Regions from separate parts of the Salmo salar genome. Here region 2 is linked to region 1. Evidence: chromatin contacts called from public Hi-C data. All regions are on one chromosome and are shown on one strand. The core of a region is the stretch at or near the end of the contact, and the rest is flanking DNA. Distances in the headings are between cores, read along the strand shown. Region 1 holds the start of LOC106565550 (GATA-binding factor 2). Region 2 has its middle 61 kb from the start of ruvb1.

Region 1 (6,067 bases), core at 1,942-4,441:
CCACGTCAAGGCTAATTATGATGATACTGCATATTGTCGTCCCATTTGGTCCTATTTTCTAAGGACGTTTATGGAAAGATTGATAACGGAGTAAATCAAATTGCATTAAACTGGGAGTTTTGAAAATGCCATGGACGTTTCATTCATAAAAAAATATCAGTCTTATAGAATAGGGGAATTGGGGAATTTTTACGCATGCATTTAAACACAGGCCTTAATATATACATTCATCAAAATATACATAAAAATTCTAGGCTAGCTATTATATATTTTTATTTTTATTTAGGCTATATTTATTATCTACATAGTTATCTTATATTGTTTGGTCTAAAAATGTCTTTAGTTTAAACGGTGTTCAGTTTGTTGAGTGCATGGCAGTAATTCCATACACGTTCATAGTATTCTGTTTTAATATAGACTATTTGTTTTTTAACTCAATTATGGATTTAGATAAAACAAAACTGTTATAACACTAAGATAGCTTAAATATAGCCTATAAAGCCTATATCCAATAACATAATTTCAGTGTGTTCTGTCATAATAATAATAATATAAAATGATAATTTCATAATCATTTTACTCTGTAACACAAACATTTGTAACACATTTTCGAGATAAGATGAAACTCACCTGAGCACGACCGAGTTTTGCTTTTACATTTCGGGGTGAAGCTGGAGGATGATCCTCCGAGCAGGCTGCCAGGGTGGAAGAGACTGCCCCCGTAGTCATGCGCTGCCGGGAGAGAGTATGTGGGGTAGGTCGGTATGGGGTGGTGGGTGGATGGGGTCTGTGCGCTCATTGAGGCCAGGCTGCTCCGGAGAGGACTGGAACCCTCCATTTTCATGCCGTCAGAAATTGACATTTGATACTTGATAGAATCTTTCTCGTCCATTCTCGGGGTAGAGGATGAGGGTGAGGCGGCCCCGGGGTCTGGGGAGACATCTTTCGGCGGGGTAGGGGGAAAACTGTAGAGATGTGGACTCGAATGGGACGCGGGTGTTAACGAGGAGGCCGAGGCCGTGCTGGCGTTGCTGCTGCAGGGGTATAGGCCACCATGAGCCCCGGAGCCTGAGGCATGTAGCCCGGTCTTGCTGAAGTGGCTGACCGCCCATGCGTTGTGATGGTGGGCCGCTGAGAGGGCTGCTTTTCCGGGCTCTAGCCATGAAATCCCCGGGCTGTGCAGGAGATGTGGCCGGCAGACCTGACCCCCAGCGAAGCGAGCTGTAAGAATAGTAGAATAACATGTTCATAGATGGCATACACAAACCAGCTAATAATGTTACAGCTCTCATTGATGATGTGATGCCATAGGATTACAGAAAGTTGGGACACCGAAGTCCATAACCTGTTGACGCAGCGTGCTTAAAGGAATTATTCGATTCGTGAGGGGCACAAAAAAAACGCAGTTGGCAGGTATTCAGACAAAACCACAGAAACTATAACCGCAGAAATATATTTTTCTCGTTTTGAGTCATCTTGATATTTTATAGTCAATGATAAAGATGTAGCAACGACATGCATGGGGTCTGGTAAGTGCACTGGAACCGCTTTCGCTTGACCCAAGCAGAAATACATGACACCCTTTCAGCTATGTATTATTACATCGTTTCTCACTCCTTGTTTATCTGACTAGTTCTTCAGTCAAGAAGGCTAAATTACATTTATTTGACTATAATTTCCTTATTTTTGTCATCAGCTGAATTGCTCTCGTGTCCACAACTTTTAATGGTCTCATCCACTGCCTTTTTTGTTCTCCCATGCAAATGCAACTTTATAGCATGCTATCTATCAGACAGTAATGCAAATGTAACTTTATAGCATGCTATCTATCAGACAGTAATGCAAATTCAACTCGTAGGCCTATCAAACCGATACATTTAAACCCACCCACATTAATGGGTAAATAAGCCTTTGCGGATTTGTTATTGCTTTGAGAAAATACATGAATAGCCTATGCCCACGATAATTCCTGCTTTATCCTGATAATTAAGTTGTTTAGGAAAGTGAATGTGAGGTCTTACCGTGAGCTTGACTGTAGGACACTCTGGCCCGTGCATGAGCGGAGTTGTGGTAGTACGGGTTTCCCTGCGAGTCAAGATGGTTAAAGAAAACATCCACCTCGTCCGGGGGCAGAAGTTGCGCGGTGGGCTCCATGTAGTTATGCGAAAGGCCGGGGTGGTGAGAATCCGGGTGTTGGCCGTTCAGCACGGCGTGGTGGTGCATCCACCGAGGTGGATCAGCCGCTATATCCATGTCTGTGTGGATCTCTCCGTGTTGGGCAAACAGGGTGAAAAGAGAAGAGGGGCCTCTCTAGAGAGAGGACAACGTGTTCCTGAACCTTTCTCACTCTCCGCTTTGTCTTTAAAAAAAAAATGAGCCTCCCTCTCCCGATAAAATGTCCTCCTATTGTGGAAAACAGAACATAAATGTGTAGAGAATTTTCGCTCGTCAATCTCCTATAAATCGGTCCTCACTAGTAGTCCGATGAGATCCTCTTGTCTCTCTTCTTCTACAGGCATCGGGTAGTGTTTGACACTGGACACCTGTAATACAACCAAAAATAGGATGTTCATATTTCAGAGGCATTTACAAGGTGTTGGGTGTTTTTTTCTTTGTATGCCTGTCCAGTCCTATGAGAATAATTCGGGGAGGCTGCTTATTTTTATGTGCGATTTGTAAGTGATGTATGTAAAGGTGCAACATAAGATAAACACCTCGAATCACTCGTCCCCACCCACTCCCATTCCGAGGAACCTATCCTCACCGTAACGCGCACAGATAAGTACTTTTGAACCCATACATACTCTTCATATAGACTAGTAAACTAATCATCGTCAGTACACTCAGAACAAACTGTTAAAATTCTTACAAAGCGTAAGAAGTTATTTGTTTTCTTCACACAATTTTGGAGAAGAAAATAATATATATTTTATGCAAATACCTTATCTGTCTCAGGCTTGGTTATTCCGATTTCAAGCCCCTTTGGTAGAATTCTCCTCCAGTTAGCAAGTATATTTTCCTTTCTTGTATTGGCTCAATTTATACGGCATATGTTTGGTCTATTTTTCCTATGTTTTGGCGTAGGGTTATCTGCTGCGTAAACTCCGATGGAGACGGATAGGCCTTTAGCGACATGCAGCTGTAAGAACTGTCAGCACTGGCGCCAGTGAATTCCATGTCATGTGCGCAGGGGCGGGGTCTTGACTTCGGCGTTGATCCCGCGACAGCCAATTGGATTCTGCCTTTGCCAATTCTGACAACTGCCTCTGCAGAATCACCATGCCATTCGCCTCTCCATCCCAAGCACCAGCGAGCGGACAGCCCTGGCCCCGTATGCTTGTCTCATCCCAGAACGTATTAATCAACAGCGTCACCTTGTTAGTGAAGCAGCCCCGGGCCACCACCCACACCAATGCTTTCTCAACCAGGGGAGAAATGTCTTTGTTTATGCCAAGTGTAATGATCACTTTATATTTGAATAAAAAAGTTATTTCCAATAGGCATGAGTATGTATACCTCTTTATATTTAGGCTACATTAAACTATATTCCAGACTTTTAAATCCCATACGTAAAAATGCGTAATAATTTAAATAGGCTAGGCTATTCCAATGTAAATCTTATTCATGTTGTTCAGCCTATGAATTACAAACAATCTGACAGAGTGATGGCTGTGGTGTAGGCCAGTGTGCTCTTTCGTGTAGTTTAAACATGTTTGTGAATCAGCGGCGATCACACGCTGCTTTACATATTAATGCCTCCTTCGACTGGCGGGTCAGCAGCGCATAGGGCGTTACCAGCCATAGAGGGCCACCAAATGGGGTTTGTTTAGTATATGGTCCCAATATCGCTGACCCAAAAAAACGAGCAGTCCAAGCCACGGGTGCAAAGACATGGTGTCGACACCGGTGTCATTATCCCGCGGGCAAAGCTTTCCAGATTTTTGTCGCACCTATCACATTAGATGAGAGAATTGAATGATGAATGTTTGAGAAATGAATGAATGTTTGTTGAGAGAACTGTTTTATTTTGGAGTGGGGGGCACATTTCAGCTGGTATATGTAATATGTTGTCATATCCCCTTATCGCGGGAAATAAAAATACTTATATGTTTACCCGTTTCTCGAAATACTACGCAAATGTAACTTATTTCTATGTGAAAACTGAAATGGTCTATTCATTCCTTTTATATTTTCGTAGACACTCTTGTCCAAAGCAACTTACAATAATAATGCATACATGTTCATACTGGTTCCCCATGGGAATCAAACCTACAACCCTAGCATTGCAAACACAATGCTCTACCAACTGAGCCACGTCATATCGTCTCAAACCACTTGATGTCTCAATGTAGTCAATAGTTTTTCTTCATGGTGATGGAAAGTCTACAGGTATAAACCTAGATGACCAGCCTATGTACAATACAGTAATGTACATTTACATTAAGTGGTTTGTAAGGATGGTAAATTAATACTGCACAAAAAGTTATTATTTTCCACGTTATTTTAAAAAGAAAAATATTGAATTTGATGTGGATGTTTTGTGTCTTTACCCAGAACGTTGCAACTTTTGATGTAAATGTTTGAGGACAGGGTTTTGTTCTTTCTGTATTCCATTAGAATGTCAATTGCAGAGAAAGGGACAGGGCAACAACTTTTTAATTCCAACTATTGAATCCTGCAAGACACTGTTGTAAGCGAAGATGCTAAACAAAAAGGGTTTTGCCCTGCTACAGACATCTACATGGTACGCTAAAACTGGTCATGTCCCAGTGCACTACTTTTGTGAAGAAAAAAATAATAATCTGAATATTATATATATTTGTGTGACTTAGATTAATTGCTATAACTATTTTTATTTTGTAGGTCGTGTGTGTGTGTGTGTGTGTGTGTGTGTGTGTGTGTGTGTGTGTGTGTGTGTGTGTGTGTGTGTGTGTGTGTGTGTGTGTGTGTGTGTGTGTGAGAGAGAGAGAGAGAGAGCAGTCTATAGATGAGCAAGGTGGTGGTGTGAATATGAATGACAGGGAATGTGAGGAGGGAGCTCAAGGCCCTGTCCCACCAACTAGCCGCTTATCTGACGCCCCTCCCTGACGTCACCGCATCGTTAGAGGAGAACAACATTATTATCAGGAAATTAACTTTTAATAATACTTAAAGGAGTAGATGGAGATGGGGGAGCACGAGATCTGCTTACCTCTCAAAGGACAAACTCGGATAAATGCAAAGACACTCTATTGGGAGAAATGCAGTAGATAGCAGTATTAATTATAAATAAAGTAGTCTTTTGACCTTTGATGTGGTTTAGAAATGTGTCTACATAGATCCAGTGGCAACAGAAGACAGCGAGACTGAGATTGGGTGGCACTAGCCTGACCAGGAATTTGATTTGACCCCAGAGAAGACGAAACACAATCAAACACAGTGAATAAAGCAGAGAACTGCAGTCTAATGGACTATGGAGTGGACACCGCATGGGGGGAGCCCAACATAGCTGAAAAAAAATCTGCTTTAATGCACTTTTGTTGTGAACATCCTTCCTGGCGGTTGGATGGAGGTCAGCGAGGTATCGTCAGCTCCCTCTACCTATTATTACAATGGTACAAGTAGCAGCCGCTGATTAGCCAGATGTATAGTCATCAGAGTCCTCTGCCTCCTATGTGTTTTATTTAACCTTTATTTACCTAGGCAAGTCAGTTAAGAACAAATTCTTATTTACAATAACGGCCTATGGGGGAACAATGGGTTAACTGCCTTATTCATGGCCAGAACGACATAGTTTTACCTTGTCAGCCAGGGGATTCGATCCAGCAACATTTCGGTTACTGGCCTAACGCTCTAACAACTAGGCTACCTGCCGCCCCGATGACATGTTGACATTGCCACTACTAGACAATAGTTGGTTGTTTTTATGCTGTGCTGTAGCAAGGATCTTGTGGGATGGGTGCCTTAAGGAAACAAAAAAGGCATTCAGAGAAGCAGTAATCACACTGATAATTAGCAAATGTCGCGACAAGGATTTGCGTTGCTAACCTGTTTGTTCCTACCGCGCTTGATCGCTCTCCCATTGGCA
Region 2 (5,801 bases), core at 2,149-4,648, 85 kb before region 1:
GGGGGGTAGTCCAAAGATTAACCCCAAAAGGTTCTTCAAAAGGTTCTTTGAGGATCCATTAAAAGGGGTTCTTTGAAGAACTATTTTAAAGAGTTATTGGAAGAACTTATAGGTGTTCCCCCACTGTTTCAGTTTGAAGAACCCCTAAAGGATACTCCAGGAACCTTTTCTTTTAAGAGTGTAGCCTCTCACTGTTATGTTTGTAGTTTTGTTAACACTGTAAATAGCCAACTCTCATGGTCTGTCACGTCCTGGCCAGTATATAAAGTTAATTGTTTTGTAGTTTGGTCAGGGCGTGGCAGAGAGTATTTGTTTTATGTGGTTCGGGGTGGTGTGTTTGTTAAAAGGGTGTTTGGTTTAGTATTTTCGGGTTTTGGTTTATGTCTAGGTAGTTCTATGTGGAGTCTAGTGAGTGTATGTCTATGTTTGGTTAATTGGGGTTGGGACTCTCAGTTGAAGGCAGGTGTTGTCTATCTGCCTTTGATTGAGAGTCCCATATATTAGGGTGTGTTTGTGTTTGTGATTTGTGGGTGATTGTTCTGTGTTGAGCCTATGCTAGCCAGACTGTTTGTAGTTGTTCGTTCGTTCTTTTTGTTTTGTGATTTTGTACGTTCATTTTTTGAAGTTAATAAATTCTCAAGATGAGCATACACGTACCTGCTGCGTATTGGTCCACATTTTCCGATGACGATTTCGTTATATCATCAGAGGACGAAGACAACCGTGACATGGTCTCCATTTTGGTTTCATCTATAACCAGTGTTGGGGAAGCTACTCTTAAAATATATTTTAACAAGCTACCAATTACTTCACACAGGAAGAAGTTAAACTACACTAAATCTACCCTTAAGAAAAATATAGTTTACTTAACTAAAGTTACTTTGAAAAAGTAGTTCACTACATCCAAACTACTTTGTGATAAATTTTCATTTCAAATCTGAAATGTCATAGACTACAAATTGCAAAAACATATCATTCTGGAGTCAGATGTTAACATAATATGTCATTTAGCCTTTTAAAAAAAAACAATGTTTCAAGTGAGAATATGTTCGGTCTGATGCCGAAAACTACGGAAATTCTTGCCTTCTTCACCCATATTTTTATTTTTTTATTTTTTTAAACGTAATGCGTAGTTCCAGTAGTTATCTACACCGCTACATGTCAAAAAAAGTAATTAACTACTGAAAACACTTCCAAGATTTTAATTTAGTTCAACTACCACCAAGCTACTGCAAAATGTAGTGAAATCACTAGTTGAACTACATCTAGTTCATTACTCCCCATCACTGTATATAACTAACTTGCATAAGTTTAACACCATGTACATAACCAACGGTTTCACATTCCCAGTTATAGGGGAAGCCCTACCCATCGTGCCTGTGTAAAAAAAATACTCAATCCCAAGAATTCATTAGAAACAAACAGAAACGCGAGATGGCGCCATCAGATGGGGCTGGTGATTGGGTGTCCTGCACTCCCCAGCTCCTTCCTGTACCTGACCTCCGGTTGACCCTTAGACAACCCCTCTGAGAGGAGTAAAGGGCTTTTCTCTGCTGGCGGGGGCTGGAGGGAGGTGGGGCAGGGGGGGTCTGAGCTGCAAACGCCAGAATTCCTGTGCCGTTAGCATGAGCACCAGTAGTGCTATCGCCTCCATCACTCCAGCTGCCGCACTGATATAATTGCAGCCTGTGATCTCTGGCGGGCCAAAACGCTCTCATTTTCCTCAAAGATCAGTTTGAAGTTCCTCAAACTCCCCCACCACCCTTTTGTCACCCTTCAACCCTCCACTCCATCCTACCCCCTCCACTCCATCCTACCCCCTCCACTCCATCCTACCCCCTCCACTCCATCCTACCCCCTCCACTCTCTTGCTCTGCGTCTTGTTCATGTTCAACTTCCCTCCTCTCCCTCTGATCATCTCGTAGCTTGCCCCGCCCCGCCTCACCTTCTCCTCTCTCACTCCAATGTCACTCATTGCATTAAAGTTTCAAGTTGCTTCAAGGCTTTAATTCTTGATATATGTAATAAGCTCCTAATAGTTGAACTCTTGTTTGGTCTTGGAATCTCTGTGCTGTTGTTTTGGAGCGAACAGCTGAGCGTGTCCATGCCTCTTCGTCCTGTTCTGGAACGACCCATCCAGACATACACCATGACATCATTCTAGGACTTTTCTACAGATGTTTACAGACAGTTGACCGTGCCCTCTGAATTCTACACCACAACGTGTCCTCAGTCCGACTCTGTGTATGTCCCTGGTCCTGGCAGGATAAAGCGCTGTGGCGAACAGTTACCATTCTGCTGGACTTGATCTGAAACAGAATCCCTGATGTGTTTAGTTATGTAAATAGTTGTTACTCAACATTCCGTGCTCCTAATCATGCATCTGTTTGAGGTCAATCCATTGTTTGGAGGTTTTGGAAAACCATCAGATCATCTGTACTGAATTCCCCACCGATATATGATATGACATAATGTGATATGCTTTAATATGATGTGATGTAGTGCAACCAGAGCTACAACCTCTGGAATGGGCACTTGGCATCTCCATAGACAGCCTCACCCACTTCACCCTCTCAGTTGCCCAGTTGGCACCCTGGCATCAGTCAATCAGAGGCTGGGATGGAGAATGTGGTCTGAAATGTAATTCTGATCAATCACACGTTGATAAGGCAGTGATGACGACTCGGTAGTGTTCTCTGAGAGAGAGAGAGAGAGAGAGAGCACTCGCTGCCTTATATGGGCTTGATTTACTGTAGATCTCCAGTCACTCTGGGCTCGTCTGCCACGTCTTCTTCACACGGGACGAGGTCTCTCCTTGTGTGTGTGCGCGCGCATACTTACATGTGTCTGCGCGGGTTCTGTTTGTGTGTGTGTGCACGTGTGTGTGTGTTAGTTAAACAGGACTAACTAAATAGCTGATTGAGTGTGCTGTATACATACTGTTACTGTGTGAGAAACTCTCTTTCTGAGCAAAACATTCTCCTCTGGCTGACATTCCTGTTTTTCTCTGTAAACTTCCCCTTTAAGCAGCAGTGGACCTCCAACATTAAAGGTTCAGTGGTGTGAATGTCCAGTAACCAGAATAAAAGAGCATTCATTCATCCCCATTAACATATTGGGATTGCAGACAGTTACCAAGGTCAAGTGTGTGCACTCGAGCTGAGTTAGAGACAGTTACACTGTGTGTGTGTGTGTGTGTGTGTGTGTGTGTGTGTGTGTGTGTGTGTGTGTGTGTGTGTGTGTGTGTGTGTGTGTGTGTGTGGTTTGCGTGGGTCTGGGCCAGTCCTCGTTTCTACAGATCCTTAACTCACCTGCAGACCAGGTCTGCTCCTTATCACTCCCCTGTTCTGATTGGCTCTTATCAGCCCTCTGAGCTCTGATTGACCCTTATCTGCTGGCCCTGCTCTGATTGGGGGTCATAAAGCAGCGCTGTAATGGACCATGAATAGCCAGAAAACACACTGATACCAAGGTTTGACCCAAACACAACCAGACACAGATCCTCCTCCGACCACCACACTCATCCTTTTCTTCCCCTCTCCTCCCACATCTCCTCCCACACAAGGGATGTTGGTGCTGCTGACAAAATGGCCATACCATTTATTTCCTGCTCTGTGCTCTCACAGCCTGTCATTATGTTAGTAGGTGTACTGGCCTGCATGTGACTTTTTAGATCTATGTAAAAAGGGATGTATTTGCTGTTGGCTTGCTGTCTGCTACAGTGTTGTACTAAATCTGTTGGACTCTCTCTTCACAGTTGTTCTCCTTTGAAATGTCTCTGTTCATCCTCACTGGAATATTTGGCATGTTCCTTTATTTGACACAACCTGACTCACTGCAGTGGTTTCTTCCTTAGGCTTGATGTGTTCTACATTCATCCTCTGGGGGGCAGTAGTAATCTACTGCCCTCGACACTGTGTTTGTGTGAGAGAGAGCAAGAAAGGGTGTTGTACTGTAAAAGAGAGAGAGAGAGAGAGAGAGTGTGTTTTTTATAAAGGATGAGTGTGTTGTGAAGCTGGTAGGGCCGTAGAGACACAGAGACAGGGGGGTTTAATAGATTTAGAACAGGAGGGGAATGGACATTTTAACTCCTCTTCTTCACTGAATAGAGAAAAGAGGAGGGCAAATAAAGGCTATAGTGTCAGTGTCTGTCTCATGTAGTGAGAGAAAGCACAGCAGTCCCTGTTCTCTCTCTCTCTCTCTCTCTCTCTCTCTCTCTCTCTCTCTCTCTCTCTCTCTCTCTCTCTCTCTTTTTTTCTTCTCTCTCTTCCAGTCTCTCTCTCTCTCCATTTCTTTTTCATTCTCTAACTCTCTCTGAATGTTTCTCTCTTGCTGCCCTCCGCCCTCCAAGGCCCTTAGATTTATGTCATCGCTGTGCCTGTGGTTTTATCATGCCATGTTATCACGATTCCTCTCTCTCTCTCCCTCCTTCCCTCTCCCTCCTTCGCTCTCCTATCCTCTGTCTCCATGTTGTGATTCCTAACTTCAGATATAACCCAGCCAATCACACAGGGTTAACCTGCAGTCTCCATTTATGACATCTGTGACCTCTGTCTCTATTGGCTCTGTGTAATTGCATACGAATTACATGTATGACATTATAGTGATTAGTGATGTTTGGGATCACACACCAGGATCCTCAAATCAATCACATTTGTCTTGTTAGTCTCTGATTCTTTACACAATCAAACAAGTGTTGTCTTCTACAGTTTTACTACTGAATAATGTATATATTGGTTTGTATTGTTGTGTGAGTATAAATCTAGTAAAGTGCATGTCTATCCAAACCACTTCATGTGGAAGGTTTTATGTGCATTGTGTTAGAGTCTAATTGTTTTTGCTTCCTATCTCAGTGCTTGACCTTTGGTTCTTTGGTCCATATCAAACTCGTCCTAATCTCAATGATCATGAATTCTGAGAGAATGACTCCCTCTCCATTCACAACCTTCAGAGAACTTCTGAGCCTTTATCTGGGAAAGTTTCTCTTTAATTGGAATAATTCTCTAAAAGGGAGATGTGGGAGTGAAGTCCTAAAGTCCTGCATCTGAATGAGATCTGAGAATAGGAAGGAGGGAGAGAGTCTGTGATATGGATTAGAGAACATGGATGGATATCTCTCACACACACACCTTCTCTCAGTATTTTTATTTATTTATTTAGCCAGGCAAGTCAGTTAAGAAGAAATTCTTATTTACAATGACGGCCTACCCCCATCAAACTCGGATAATGCTAGGCCAACTGGGTGCCGCCCTATGGGACTCCCAATCACAGCCAGATGTGATTCAGCCTGGATTCGAACCAGGGACTGTAGTGACACCTCTTGCAGTGAGATGCAGTGCCTTAGACCGCTGCGCCACTCATTTGCAGTGAATGGATGGAGGAGCAGGTTCTACACACACATAAATACACACACACACACACACACACACACACACACACACACACACACACACACACACACACACACACACACACACACACACACACACACACACACACACTCAGACAAACAGACTCACACGTCCCACATACAGTAAATGTAGGGTTAGGAGGTTGGAAGGGAGAGAGGGGCTAAGATGGGTCTGTGAGCAGGCTGTATCTCATTACATAGGAGTGTAATAGCCATCATTCACAATAATATTTAGCACGTGCTGCCTATTATTGAAGCACTAATATCAATGCTGAAAATGAGAACCAGAACACACACACTCTCTCTCTCTCTCTCTCTCTCTCTCTCTCGCTATCTCTATCTCTCTCTCTCTCTCTCGCTATCTCGCTCTCTCTCTCTCTCTCTCACTCTC

What was found. A called contact is a pair of places that touch in the nucleus more often than the background predicts.
Region 2: a Hi-C map of gill shows a contact between it and region 1, with 5 times the contacts expected there. The contact joins the enhancer-like site here to the promoter of LOC106565550 in region 1. A contact is called at or near these places in 2 of 3 Hi-C or Micro-C datasets (gill and muscle).

The regions. Positions count from the first base shown.
Region 1 is chrssa12:65,758,990-65,765,056 of Ssal_v3.1, reverse strand. It overlaps LOC106565550 (GATA-binding factor 2), which reads right to left and starts at 3,191. Exons shown (of 7, transcript XM_014132808.2): 1 at 2,942-3,191; 2 at 2,022-2,543; 3 at 631-1,221. The coding sequence starts at 2,253.
Region 2 is chrssa12:65,844,593-65,850,393 of Ssal_v3.1, reverse strand. No RefSeq gene overlaps it. Among protein-coding and RNA genes, the nearest start is that of ruvb1, 61 kb to the left of the region's middle. Within about 2 kb of position 3,398, at least 2 of the 13 cell types and tissues checked have an H3K27ac peak or open chromatin away from gene starts, as enhancers often do. A contact at or near this core is called in gill, where this site is marked.